2 separate regions of the Pan paniscus genome follow, and region 2 is linked to region 1. The links are chromatin contacts, called in public Hi-C maps. All regions are on one chromosome and are shown on one strand. The core of a region is the stretch at or near the end of the contact, and the rest is flanking DNA. Distances in the headings are between cores, read along the strand shown. Region 1 holds the start of SDC3 (syndecan 3). Region 2 holds the start of MATN1 (matrilin 1).

Region 1 (6,139 bases), core at 1,662-4,161:
CACACACTGCAATTCACCATCTGCAGTGTGAATGAGGCCTGCTCTCCCTGCTATCCCCATCCTGAAAGACACGAAGACACACACACATACACACACACACACACACACACACACACACACACACAAAGGCTGGCAGGTGACCCAAGGGTCATCATGTCCCTGCCCTTCCCTGCCCTGAGCCAGCCACCGCTCATGTACCAAGGCCACCCCTGGAGCTTCCCTGGCTGGGGCTCTTCTGATCTAACCTCAGTCCCTCCTGCTGCAGGCACTGCCCTCTCCCTCTGGTGCGGAACCCCGGCAACCAGGTACCACCCATTAACCCTTTTCCTCCCAAGCCAGATGAGGACAAGAGGGATGATGCCCCTCCTTGACAGCTTGACCCATGGGAAGATGTGAGGCCTGGAGGACACTCCACTTCCCACCACCTCACCAGGCGCCCCAGTCCCTGCCCTCCCCCAGGCCCCACCCACCATTTCAGCCTCTGGGCTCAGACTCTCGGGGTCTGCTTGATCTGCCACCCAACACTGGGTCTGAGCCACATCTCTCAGATTCAGGTCACCCGCGTTGCGAGGCCCTACTGTGCATGAGGCTATTAAATGCTCTCACTAAGTCCTTCCACCACCTCGTGGAGTATGAATTATTAGCCTTATTCAGCAAGGAAAGTGGCCTGCCCAGCGCTCCACCTGGCCTCCAAGTCTAAAACTTTCTGTCCTGAGCCCCTTTCATTCATGTGCACACCACATGACTCCTGAGCTCCTTCTCAGGACACTCGTCAGTCATCCCATTGAATTTTTGCCCTCTGAGGAAGGGGTCATTAGCCCCATTTCACAGAGGGACAACCAAGGGTCAGAGAAGTAAGAGGACCTGCCCAAACCATGCCACGAATCGGCGGGGGTAGCAGGATTGGAACCCAGGGTTGTGTGATTCCCAAGCCTTTGATTTTAAGGATGGTCTTTCAGAAATTTGGCTGAGAAGGCGACCCCAGCTGCTAGGGTGTGCTGGGTCTCTATCCCTCCCAGGGACCTCTTCCTCTCACCCCACTTAGGGGAGAGCTGGGAATGAGACACCCTGGCCAGCAGGCACTTCACACAGGTCAGCCCTTAACACTTCCCCTCCCTCCAGCTGACAGCCCCCTAGATGGGGAAGGCTGAGGAGGGGCCTGTCCATCCAAGAAGCAAGCTTGGAGCCCCTGCCTGTCCTCCTTCTGTCTTACTGACTGGCCCACTGAGGCTGGGAGAGGGAAGGAACTTGCAGAGGGCGGCTGGGCACCCAGTGTTGCTTGAGAGGCCTGGGTCCTTTTCAGCCTGGGGGATGCAGGACAGCACAGCTCCTGGAACCAACCCGGGAGGCTGGACCTAGAAATCCCCAGCCAGCCTGAGCCAGAACCTGGACACTTGTCCAACAAGAACTCATCTGGGGCCTGGATCCCTCAAAGGGGGATGAGGTCCTTCCTTTCTCTGCCCTCCCTGACGGAGCTGGGACCAAGCATGGCTGCTACGGTCACTCAAAGGGACACTCAAGGGTCACCTCATACATACCATCACCTCCACCTGCACATGCTTGGTTCCCCTCAGGGGTCCTCGTCCCATGTCCAGGGTCCCCCATGCACCTGCATTCACACGCTGCTATGTGCACTCACACACATTCATGGGTCCAAGCACACGCCCACCAGAGGTCTTTCACACACACACCCTCACCCACTGCAGCCACACACGGCCATAGCCAACAGTGGCCCAGCCAGGCACAGGCACACATCATGCACAATGGGTCACCCTCCCACGACCACGGACGGGAGGGCACGCTGGCATCCACCCATGTGGCAGACACATCCTTCACCTGCACACGCCCCACAGGTCCCCGCACCCCTCACTGAGTTGGCCACACACGCCCACACACGCCCACACACAGGGTTACCCTCACTCCCCCCTCAGGTCACCTTCACCAAGTCACCCTCCACCTCCACCTCCCCCTCCCGGGCCCACTGCCCTGGCCGGCTGCCGCGACCCTGGGAAGAACCAAATGCACACCCTCCCCTCGGAGGGGGAACCGATCCGATTCCCAAAAAGTGGCCATGGTCTGGGCACACCCACGAGGCAAAAGCCAGGCTCACTCCCACCCCAAGACACACCCAGCCGGGACGGCGACCCCCAGCCCGCCGCCGGGTCCTTCTCGCGCCTCCCAGGCCAGCGCAGGGGTCCCGCTTCGTCCCCGGGGAGACAGTTCCCGGAGCCACTGGGAGGTGGGGGAACAGGGCTGAGGACCCGCGATCGGGTTCCCTCCCGGGATTCCCTCTGGGGAGGGGTCCCAAAAGGAAGGAGAGATGGGCCCCCCGAAGATGACCAGCGGCGGGGGCGGCCTCTCCCCCGCGGATGCCAGCTAGGGGGAGATTCCGGGGGCGGGGGGAGCAGGGTGCGGAAAGGGGCGCTGGGGGGAGGGTCGAGGGGTGGCAGGGACCGCGGCTCCGGGGGAAGCAGCCGGGGGGGAGGGAGCGGGGTCCCGGAGGGGGGGTCGCGGGCGGGGACCGGCACCCCGCGCGGGGGGCGGCCCCGGGGAGCAGTGGCGGAGATCCGGGCGCGTGTCACTCACCCCCGCGGCGCGCCCCGCCAGCAGCAGCAGCAGCAGCGGTGGCAGGAGCAGCCCGCGGGCCCCGGGCCCGGCCGCGGCCCCGGCCCCGGCGCCGGCCCCGTGGGCGGCCCCGGCACGGTGCGGCGGCCCCGGCTTCATGGCGGCGGCGCGGGCGGCGGGCGGCGGGCGGCGGGCGGGCGCCTTTGTTCCCGAGGCGCGGCGCGCGGGGCGGCTGCTTGGCGGCGGCGCGGCCCGGCGGCTGGACCGACGCGCTCTAGGCTCGCGGGCTCCCGGCTCGGCCGCCCGGCTCCGCCTCGCAGCTCCGCGCCCACAGCGGCCGCGCCCGCAGGAAGCGTGCGCCGCCGCCGCCGCCGCCGGGCCGCCCCCAGCGCGGGCGGAGCGGGAGGAGGGGCCGGGGCGGGGCGGGCCCAGTGCGCCCCCCGCGGGCTCCGCGCCCTCTGACCCCAGTCCCAGCCCCCGCCCCCACCCAGAGGGAGCCCCGCGCTGCCGAGTGGGCACCCGGACACCTGAGTGAGCAGCCGGCCTCGCCGATCCCGGGGCTGGAGGGCGCGGAGCCCGCCGGACGCACCTCCGCGGCCGCCGTGCTAGGTAGAAGGGAAGGGTCCCGCGTGGGATACCAGGGCCCGGGCCTGGCTCCCTGAAGTCGCCGAGCGGAGGGGTCGCATGGGCGTTTTCATCTACAGCCTCCCCCTGTGGCTCTTCCTGGACTCCCATCGTCACCCTCACACACTCAGCCAGTCCACCCAGTGGGCCAGAGGTCATCCAAGACCACGGGCTTTCATGCCTCCAGGACACCCAGGGGCTGTGTGACCTCAGATCAGGGCCCGGCCCTCTCTGGGCCTCGGTCTCCCCAGGGGACCACGGGGGTGGTCACTTCTGGGCCCTGTCACTGTGGATCTGCAGAGGAAAAGCCACGCAGACCTGAGCGCAGCTGCTTCCACACCAGCTGTGCGCCTCCAGCAAGGCCCCCAGTTCTCTGAGACTCAGACCCCCCATGGTTGAATGGGACCACCCCCTCCAGTGCAGGATGGCGAGAAAAGTACATCTCTGAGTGGCAGTCTCTAGCGCTGGTGGTCTTTCTACCCTGTGTGGTCACGGTGCCTTTTCCCCCTTAACCTTCATCCCCCGCGGCATACCCCATGCTGTTCTTACTTCTCCAAGTCTCCAATGGCGTGTTAGCTCCAGCGGGGGCAGGGTTTTGTGTCTGTCTTGTTCACTGCTATGTCCCCAGCACCAGCACAGAGCTCGGCATGACATCGATGCTCAATCCAAATTTGCTGAATCAATGAACGTGTTTCCCATTTACTGGGGCTCACCCCCATCCAAGTGTTTTGGGGCAAGATAGGGGAGAGTGAAACATTTCTTGAACCCTGACCACATGCCAGGTGCCCAGCGCTTTCATGTGTTATATCATTTCTCAGGAACCCCATAAGGTCGGTCTGTCAATATCTTCACTTCTTAGGTGGGGAAGCTGAGAGCCAGCAAGAAGAGGTTATTTGCTGATGACAGCTGGCTGGACGTCTCTACCCTCAGTTACTCTCCTCTCTGGCCCCTGTGTCCCAGCACCCAGCTTAGAGCCTGCCATTAGAAAATAGGAATGAAATCAGGCCGGTCGTGGTGGCTCACGCCTGTAATCCCACCACGTTGGGAGGCCGAGGCGGGCGGATCACGAGGTCAGGAGATCCTGGCCAACATGGTGAAACCCCGTCTCTACTAAAAATACAAAAAATTGGCCGGGCGTGGTGGCAGGCGCCTGTAGTCCCAGCTACCAGGAGGGTGAGGCAGGAGAATGGCGTGAACCCGGGAGGCGGAGCTTGCAGTGAGCCGAGATCGCGCCACTGCACTCCAGCCTGGGCGACAGAGCGAGACTCCTTCTCAAAAAAAAAAAAAAGAAGAAAAGAAAAGAAAAGAAAATAGGGGAACGAAATTGAGTTGAAACTGGAACAATTCCCTCAAGGAAAGGGGAACCAAAACCAGGATGAATGGAGGGGCAGGCCTAGAGGAAGAGACTCTGGGGGACCAGCCATGGGTTTTTGGTGTTGGGGGTAACTGGACTTGTCCTGCAGGGCCCTTGGGAGGAGGACCAGGGGACAAAGGTCAACTCAACATAAAGTAGAGATGAATTAGAAGGGGCTCCCCAGGAGGGAGGGAGAGCCCAGTCCCTAAAGGGTATGAAAGGCAAGCTCACCACCCTTTGACAGGGATCCTGGACAGGGAAGACAGGGAGACTTTCGAACTAGGAATTCTGAGGTCCCAGCCTCTGAAAATTCAATTCTCAAATCTTTTGGCGTGACATCAATGCTCGATCCAAATTTGACTGGCACCTTGGGGAGATGGGCAGGGAGGCTGATGGGGTGCAATAGGTGGGAAGCTGGTTTCTGTTGAGGTAGCACAGCTTGGAATTGAAGAGCTCTGGCTCTGGGTCGGCCAAGTACCTGGGTTCAAATCCCAGTTCTGCCAGTTATGAGCTGTATTGTGTTGGATGTGTGACTTAACCTCTCTGAGCCTCAATTTCCCAGCTGTAATATAGAGATAATGATCACGCGGAGTTCATTCATTCATTCATTTAGCAAGTATAAATTGGGTGCCTGCTGTGTGCCAGGCCAGGTACCAGGTTGTGAGGATTACATGAGCTCTTCCCTGCCATCGTAATGGAGTTCAATGAAGGTGGCTGGGATGAAGCTTATAAAGGAAGGGACTCAGATGTAGGGATAACATCATCTTTCAGAGATGCTGAGCAGATCCCAGGAACAGACCAACCCTGAGGCGCTCCCAAAGGGCCGGCAGGGTTAGAGTGGGGATTATGAGGAGCCAGATGTCAGCTGGCCACAGACAGCAGTGGCAATTCTAAGAGGCAGTAAGTATCCTGTCTTGAGAGGTATTCAAGGCTCGGAGAACTATCTAGCAGGGAGACCATTAGGATGGTTTCCATGAGTAAGATGGGCAGTGAGCATGGCCCATCTTCAGAGGTTCCTGCCAGCTCTGAGACTTCTGGAAGCAGCAACTCCACTTCCCTGACATCCTGGGGAAGAGGTGGGGGCGGGGCAGTGGAGAATCTTTGGTCTGGACAGGCCAGGAGCGCCACCTGCTGCTCTTCAAAGACACTGGTCACAGCCAGAACTAAGACAGGTCTGGGCCCCTGAAGGTCCTTCTCATCTCGCTCCCCCCCGGTCCCAGGTCTCCCTGGGGTTCACAGATGCACACATTTCCTGCCCTCAAGCACATGGGTCATCTGCACAGTCACCCTTGCCCAGGCCTCCTTGTGCATTGGAGCCACATCCCCACATACTCAGGGTCTCCCTTCATAGCACTATAACCTCACCCACAGGCACCAGCTGCTGCCGCCTCCTGGCACAATACTCATAGCCCCCTCCAGCCTTTAGAATACACACTGCCTCCTCTGGGAAGTCTTCCTGATGTCCCCTGGGTGATCAGGCCTGGTCCTGTCCTGCCGGCATCCTGATCACACTCATCCTGCACTCCCCACCCTGCTTTCAGTCCCTACTGTCTGTCTTGCTCAAAAGTGGGAGCATTCAGTATCCCAAATGAACAG
Region 2 (6,139 bases), core at 2,034-4,533, 190 kb before region 1:
TTGCCAAAGGCCCCCTGCTCAGCCCATGGGGAACACAGAGGGCCAAGCCTGGCCTTGGGCCATTTGCTTCACTTCTCTGAGCCTCAGTTTCCTCATCTGAGCAGTGAGCTAGCAATCCCTCCTTACAGGATGTTTTGAGGAGCCAGCAGGGGGCCAGGCAAGCAATGAGTATTCCAGGGGTGGCAAAGGACCCTGCGGCCTTGAAAACACATTTAGGTTTCAGCCCAGACTTGCTGCCAGAAACAAGGGCAGTTATTTCTTCTAGCTGGGCAGGAGGGTACCAAGGATGGGCCCTCCAGGCATGGGCACAGGCTTGAGAGCCAAAGCAGTGCCCGTCAACATGGCCTCTTTCATCTGAGCATCAAAGCAAATCACCAAAGTGGAACCAGTTTCCCTCAGCCTGGCAGTGCCTGCTGGCGGGTTGCTGAAGACAGGGAAAAGGAGCAGGAATTCCTGGTGGCCACCTCGGCAGCCTGATCAGGTGCACACCAAGACACACCCCCGAGGAGCAATGTCCTCCAGAGACCCAAGAAGGCAGCACCCTGTGCTGGGAAGTATGCAGGGTCAGAGTGAGTTCAGGCCTGGGTTCAAATCCTGGCTCAGCCACTCTGTGGGGCCCTGGGCAGATCATTGCACCTTTCTGAGCCTCTGTGATCTCACATGTCCAGTGGAGAGAATAAGGCTACTGTCGCTGGCCTGGGCCTGCAGTCAGGAAGGTCTCACTACAAAGGCCCTTCCCTCCCCATCCCATGCGGAGTCTGAGCTGAGCAGAGCCAATCCCAAAGAGGAAAGGGGAAACGTGCAGGGCCGTCCCAACCCCCAAGTCACAGTAACTCACAGTGCCCTAGACTGGGGCTCTGGACATCAGAGTTCCTCAGGAGACCTTAGAAATCACCATGCAGCTGGCTCCCTGCCGTCTACTAGCTAAGGCTACAAATGGGTAAACTGAGACCCAAAGAGGGAAAGGGAATTGGCCACACCGTACAGCAGTAGATCAATAACCTAGAGGCTCTGGGGCTATCTCACTGTGTGGTCTTAGGCCCTCACTGACCTCAGTTTCCCCATCTGTACAGGAAGAATGGGCATTCCAGGACTCAGTGCCCAAACCTGAAACTCTGGGGGGTGTTATTGCCCCCAGGGAGCCCAAGGCTGGAAGGACCCGCAAAGGGGGCATGAGCTCTTGGCATCCCAGGTCTGCTGTCATCAAAGAGCCATGGGCTCAGCCCTGGGCTTGGTGCCGCTCCAGACGTCAGCCAGCTCTCTGAGTAGCTTCTGCTCCCCAGAGACCTGGAAGACCAAGGTCCCTGCCTCATGCATGGTCCCTGAGGGCTGAGGAGCACCCCTGCCCTGACCCTTATAAGCACCATGGTCCCTGTCTGCTCCTGCACCAGCCCACTGCCCACCACTGCCGCCCTGCTCCCTTCCCCATCCTGGATCCCATGTGCTCCCTGCCATATCGGTACCCAGCCCCCAGTGCTGAGGGTCAGGGCCCACTAGCTCAGTAGCCCCCTTCTCACGCAGGCCCCCTCACCTCTGGACTGGGGGGCGAGGCCAGGGCTGCACGGGGCCTGGAGCAGCAGCAGCAGGCTGCAGAGCATGAGGCTAGTGCCAGAGAGGACCCTCATAGTTCTGGCAGCACGGGCAGCAGTCGGCACGGTTGTGGGACCAGTGGGGTCCAGGTCTTATCAACCCCACTGCCCGCCCAGCCTTTGGGTCAGGTGGCCCCCAACTGACGACTGACGTGGGGGCAGCCCGCCCTGGCCCCCAGCCCCCCCAAGGGCGGGGCTTGGGCTGAATGGAGGTGTGTGTGCCCTGAGAGGGCGGGAGCGCCTGGCCCAGGCTTCAGAGGCCCCTCTGACCACAAGGGCTCCTTTGCTTGCAGAAGCAACTAGAACGGCAGCTGGAATTTGGGAAATCTCAGGTGGGTGGGGGGTGGCTCCTCCAGGGGCTGGAGCCCGCGCTGCCTTGAAGCTCCACCCCAAGCCTAGGCATACCTGAGTCCAATGGCCCGGCCCAGCCCAGCCCTGTCCTGCACCTTCATCCCACACCCAAATCCTTCCCCCACTCACAACCCCAAGTTTCTCATTAAATTCACTTCCCCTTCCCCAGCCTCACTGTGCCCTGCTCTCCGCACACACCCTGCTCTCCAGCTACCCCTGGATTCTCCTCGAAGGCCTCCAGGCCATCACACATGCAGGGCCATCTGCCCAGAATCCTTTCCTCTCACTAACTCTCTGCCTTGTAGAATCTTTCAAGGTCATAATTAGGGCTAACATGTACCTTCACTGTTAGTATGGGCAGGGCAGTGGAGACCATGGTTAAGAGCACAGACTTGGGAGCCAGGTTACCTGGGTTTGCTATACCAGCAAACCACCTGTGTGACCATGGGCAAGTGACTTCACCTCTCATGTCTCAGATTGCTCGTCTGGAAACTAGGGATGGTAATAGCGCCTCCTAGGGTTGATTCAAGGAGCAAAGGAGTTAGATGAGGTTTCTCAGTTAATCCTCTTGACAACTTTGTAAAGCAGCTACTGTTAAAGAACAGAGAGGTAAAATAACTTGTCTGAAGTTACACAGCTAAGAAGTGTTATTGCCAGGATAGAGCCCCAGGCCCAGCTCTCAGCCATGCTGCTGTCTCAGTGTAGCTTGATGTAGGTGGCTTCTCCCTGCCCATCTCTTCCTCCTGTGGGTCCCTGCTTGGCCCACCTCACCTGTGAGCCTGTGGATTCAACTCTGCATCAGGCCCAGCACAGAGAAGGCAAAGATAAAGCCTTCTAAACAAAGTAACATCAGCAGGAACGATCCCCTTCTTTGCATTTGGGTCAAGTAGTTCATGAGATAGAGCAGAAAGAGCATGGGCTTGGCTACCTGAGAGATCCAGGTTCAAAGCCACTTCTGCTCCTAACTGGCTGTGTGACCTGGAGCTGGTGACTTAACCTCTCTGAGCCTCAGCTTGCCATGGTGCAGTGGGAATGGTCGTTCTTGATCTGCCTGCCCCATGTGAGGGGCAAGAGGGGGACAGAAGTGGAGATGGAGTTAAAGGATTGTCATTGCTCCAGGAGGCAGAATCCTAAGACTTGGGACCTATGCACTTCACTCTGTGTAAATTATACCTCAATAAAAGGAAATGTACAGACAAAAAGCGACTGCTGGGTGCAGCAGACCCAACTCACTGCTACCACACTCTTTAGCAATAATTATAACAATCCCTTCCACCCTTGACATGGCAAAGTTACTCACTCTACCACTCTATCTCATTTGCTCACCCAACAAACCTGTGAAGTCAGCAGATCTGAGTCTGTTGGCCCATTTGTCAGATGGAGAAACTGAGGCCCAGAGAGGTTCACTGACTTACCCGAAGCCACCAGCCAGTTTAGGGGCAGAGCCAAGCCTAAAGCTCAGGCCTCACTCCCCTTTGCACCAGTGTTAGAGAAGGAGGAGGTTAAGAGCATTGCCTTCTGACTTTTTCCCCTTACATTTCATGTGTGCCTAATTCACAGCCCTCCCCAATTCCAAAAACCACTTGAAGCTGCTGATTCCTTTTTCTGCTACAACTTTGAAGTCGAATTCTCCTCCAGAGATGCTGCAGGGTGTGATGATGGTGGTGACTCTCCCTTCCCAAAATGGTGTAATAAAGGTGTTACCTGTCTCCCCAAGGACGTGAGCTCCCTCCGAGCAGGGGGCTTGCCCGTCTCAGTCACCACTGAATCCCTGGGACCCAGCATGGTGCCTGGCACAGGATCTCTGGTGAGCAAATGAAGGAATGAATGAAAACTAACTACGAACCTGTTCCATTTCCCTACAAACCACCCAGGGTCACACAAGGGCCATCCACGGTGACCAGTGGTGAGAAACGCAATGCTGTCCTCGTGCCATGCTGGAGGTGAACGAGGAGAATGTGAGCTGGGGTCTCCTCACCAACTGCTCCCCCCACCCCAACCCCCCTGACAGCCAGGGCTGTGTCCGGGGCTCAGGGCACAAGGCTCCGTTAGCTGGGCAGCAGCTGGCCCATGAAACAGCCCTTTCAGCTCCACCTCTGAATGGCAGTTCTATGGGCTCCTCGGAAGAACACAGGCGCCTTCTCTGTGTCACTTCTCCGCTCATTAGCAGAGCTGCAGAAATACACTACAGGTAAGTTTTCAGGAACAGAGATGGGTCCCCACCCCGACCACCACCAGAAAAAAAAAAAAAAGGCAGCTTTGGCATTCTATAGCAGGGGCAAGGCCTGGGGGCGGTGGTGGAGAGGAGATCTAAAAGTTCAGCATATACATTAAGGAAAGAAAATCAATATTTGTGTTTTTTAAATGTGAAACACTTTTCCCCAGGACTCAAAATTGAGAACAGTGTGTCCGGTATGAGCCAGAAGGAAAAAAAATGCACGAAGGGGCCTTCTGCAAGGTTGCTCACAAGTCAAACAGGCAGCTGTGAAGGGCTCTGCTGTTCCCTCCTCCTGTTTTCACATCCCTTAGGCTTCCAGAAACTTAAAGCCGTTAGTATTTCATGCAAGAGAGAGCATTTGTGATCCACGGAGAGGCCCCTGGGCAGTGTGGTTCAGTGGGAAGCACACAGGACTCCCTCCCCAGTGCTCCCAGGATCAGCTCTTTCCCTAAAGAGCAAACCTGGTTATCTCGCAATGACCTAGCTAACACAAATGCAACATCAGCCGGGGCAGCCTGCTCCCTTCACTCTTTGCCCACCATCAGCTGTTTGGCAGTATCCATATACGCCTTTACCAGTATTTATTTAATCTTTTTGTTTAATTCACTCTAAACCAACTCACTTCTTAAAAATTTCTCTGCCTTATAAGAAATAATAGCCATGAAATCACTGGTTTGATGTACGGTTTATTTATTTATTCCAATAAACACTCATTCAATATAAAATTCAAATAAATTCAAAACTAATTAAATTTAGCCTTTTCATCCACATATCACTGAAAATTTTCTTGTTTTCTGCCAGTGGCATGCACGACAGACTTTGAGGAATCCTGTGAAGTGAAACAGCTTTAGAATCAAAGAGAGCTGGGCTTGAGTCCCCCTCTGTCACAGGCCAGCCATGGTAACTTCCGGTAAATCCCTCCTTTTCCTGCCTGTTTCATGTCGGTAGCGTTGGAATCCTAATGCTAATGCCACAGGAAGGTTGTAAGGAAGAAATGCAGTGAATGCTACATCAAGCGTATTGGGCTTTTTTTTTTAGTTTTTTTCTTTTTTTTTTTTTTTTAGGATGGGGTCTCACTCTGTTACCCAGGCTGGAGTGCGGTGGCACAATCACGGCTCGCTGCAGCCTCAACCTCCCGGTTTCAGGTGATCTTCCCACCTGAGCCTCCTGAGTAGCTGGGGCCATAGGTGTTCACCACCATGCCCAGCAAATTTTTTTTTTGTAGAGACAGGGTTTCACCATGTTGCCCAGGCTAGTCTCGAACTCTTGAGCTCAAGTGATCTGCCCACATTGGCCTCCCAAATCGCTGAGATTACAGGCGTGAGCTACCGTGACAGGCCAATGCTTATTGTTTTTACAACGCCTTCTTTTATCAGTCAGGCTAGGATAGGCTATGTTGCAATAACAAACATGCCCCCCAAATCACAATGGCTTAATACAGGGTTTGCTTCTCTCTCCTAGCACCGTCTAGTGCCAGGTGGGTGCCCCCCACATAGGCCCTCTCCAAAGCTGCCTCCACCATTTCCAAGTCCTTGTCTCTGGCCATGTGGACAAGAGAGAGACAGCAAGCATCTCTCTTAACTGCCTCAGAGAAGGAGTACACATTACCTGACTCTACCTGGATGCCCAGGGCCAGGATATGGCATTTAGTTAGCAGTGACAGTCTCTGTCACCATTGCCGGGGGGAAAGCCTTTGTTAGCACTGGATCACCTCTAGATGGAAATTCAGACTTGGCTGGCATTTAAAGCTCTTCACTGTTAGCTTCCTTCCACCTTCCAGGCCATTGTCAGTCTTTCTCTTTCTCTCCCTCTCCTTCCCTCCCTCCCTCTCCCTCTCTTCTCTAGTCTTTCCCTTTCTCCCCCTCTCCTCCCCTCCCACCATCTCCCTCTCTTCTCTAGCACTGAATGAGTCACTCTCCTGTTTTCAGAGCCTCCCAGATAGACTCCAGCCCTCTCACTAGCTCCCTATCAGAGTTTGCAC

Evidence for each region. A called contact is a pair of places that touch in the nucleus more often than the background predicts.
Region 2: a contact with region 1 is called in a Hi-C map of induced pluripotent stem cells, with 5 times the contacts expected there. The contact joins the promoter of MATN1 here to the promoter of SDC3 in region 1. A contact is called at or near these places in 2 of 3 Hi-C or Micro-C datasets (fibroblasts and induced pluripotent stem cells).

The regions. Positions count from the first base shown.
Region 1 is chr1:195,927,728-195,933,866 of NHGRI_mPanPan1-v2.0_pri, reverse strand. It overlaps SDC3 (syndecan 3), which reads right to left and starts at 2,911. Exons shown (of 5, transcript XM_034959750.4): 1 at 2,587-2,911. The coding sequence starts at 2,724.
Region 2 is chr1:196,114,479-196,120,617 of NHGRI_mPanPan1-v2.0_pri, reverse strand. MATN1 (matrilin 1) reads right to left here and starts at 3,283. Exons shown (of 8, transcript XM_055095781.2): 1 at 1,532-3,283. The coding sequence starts at 1,625. It overlaps LOC130540662 (a long non-coding RNA gene), which reads left to right. Exons shown (of 2, transcript XR_008954651.2): 2 at 3,815-4,828.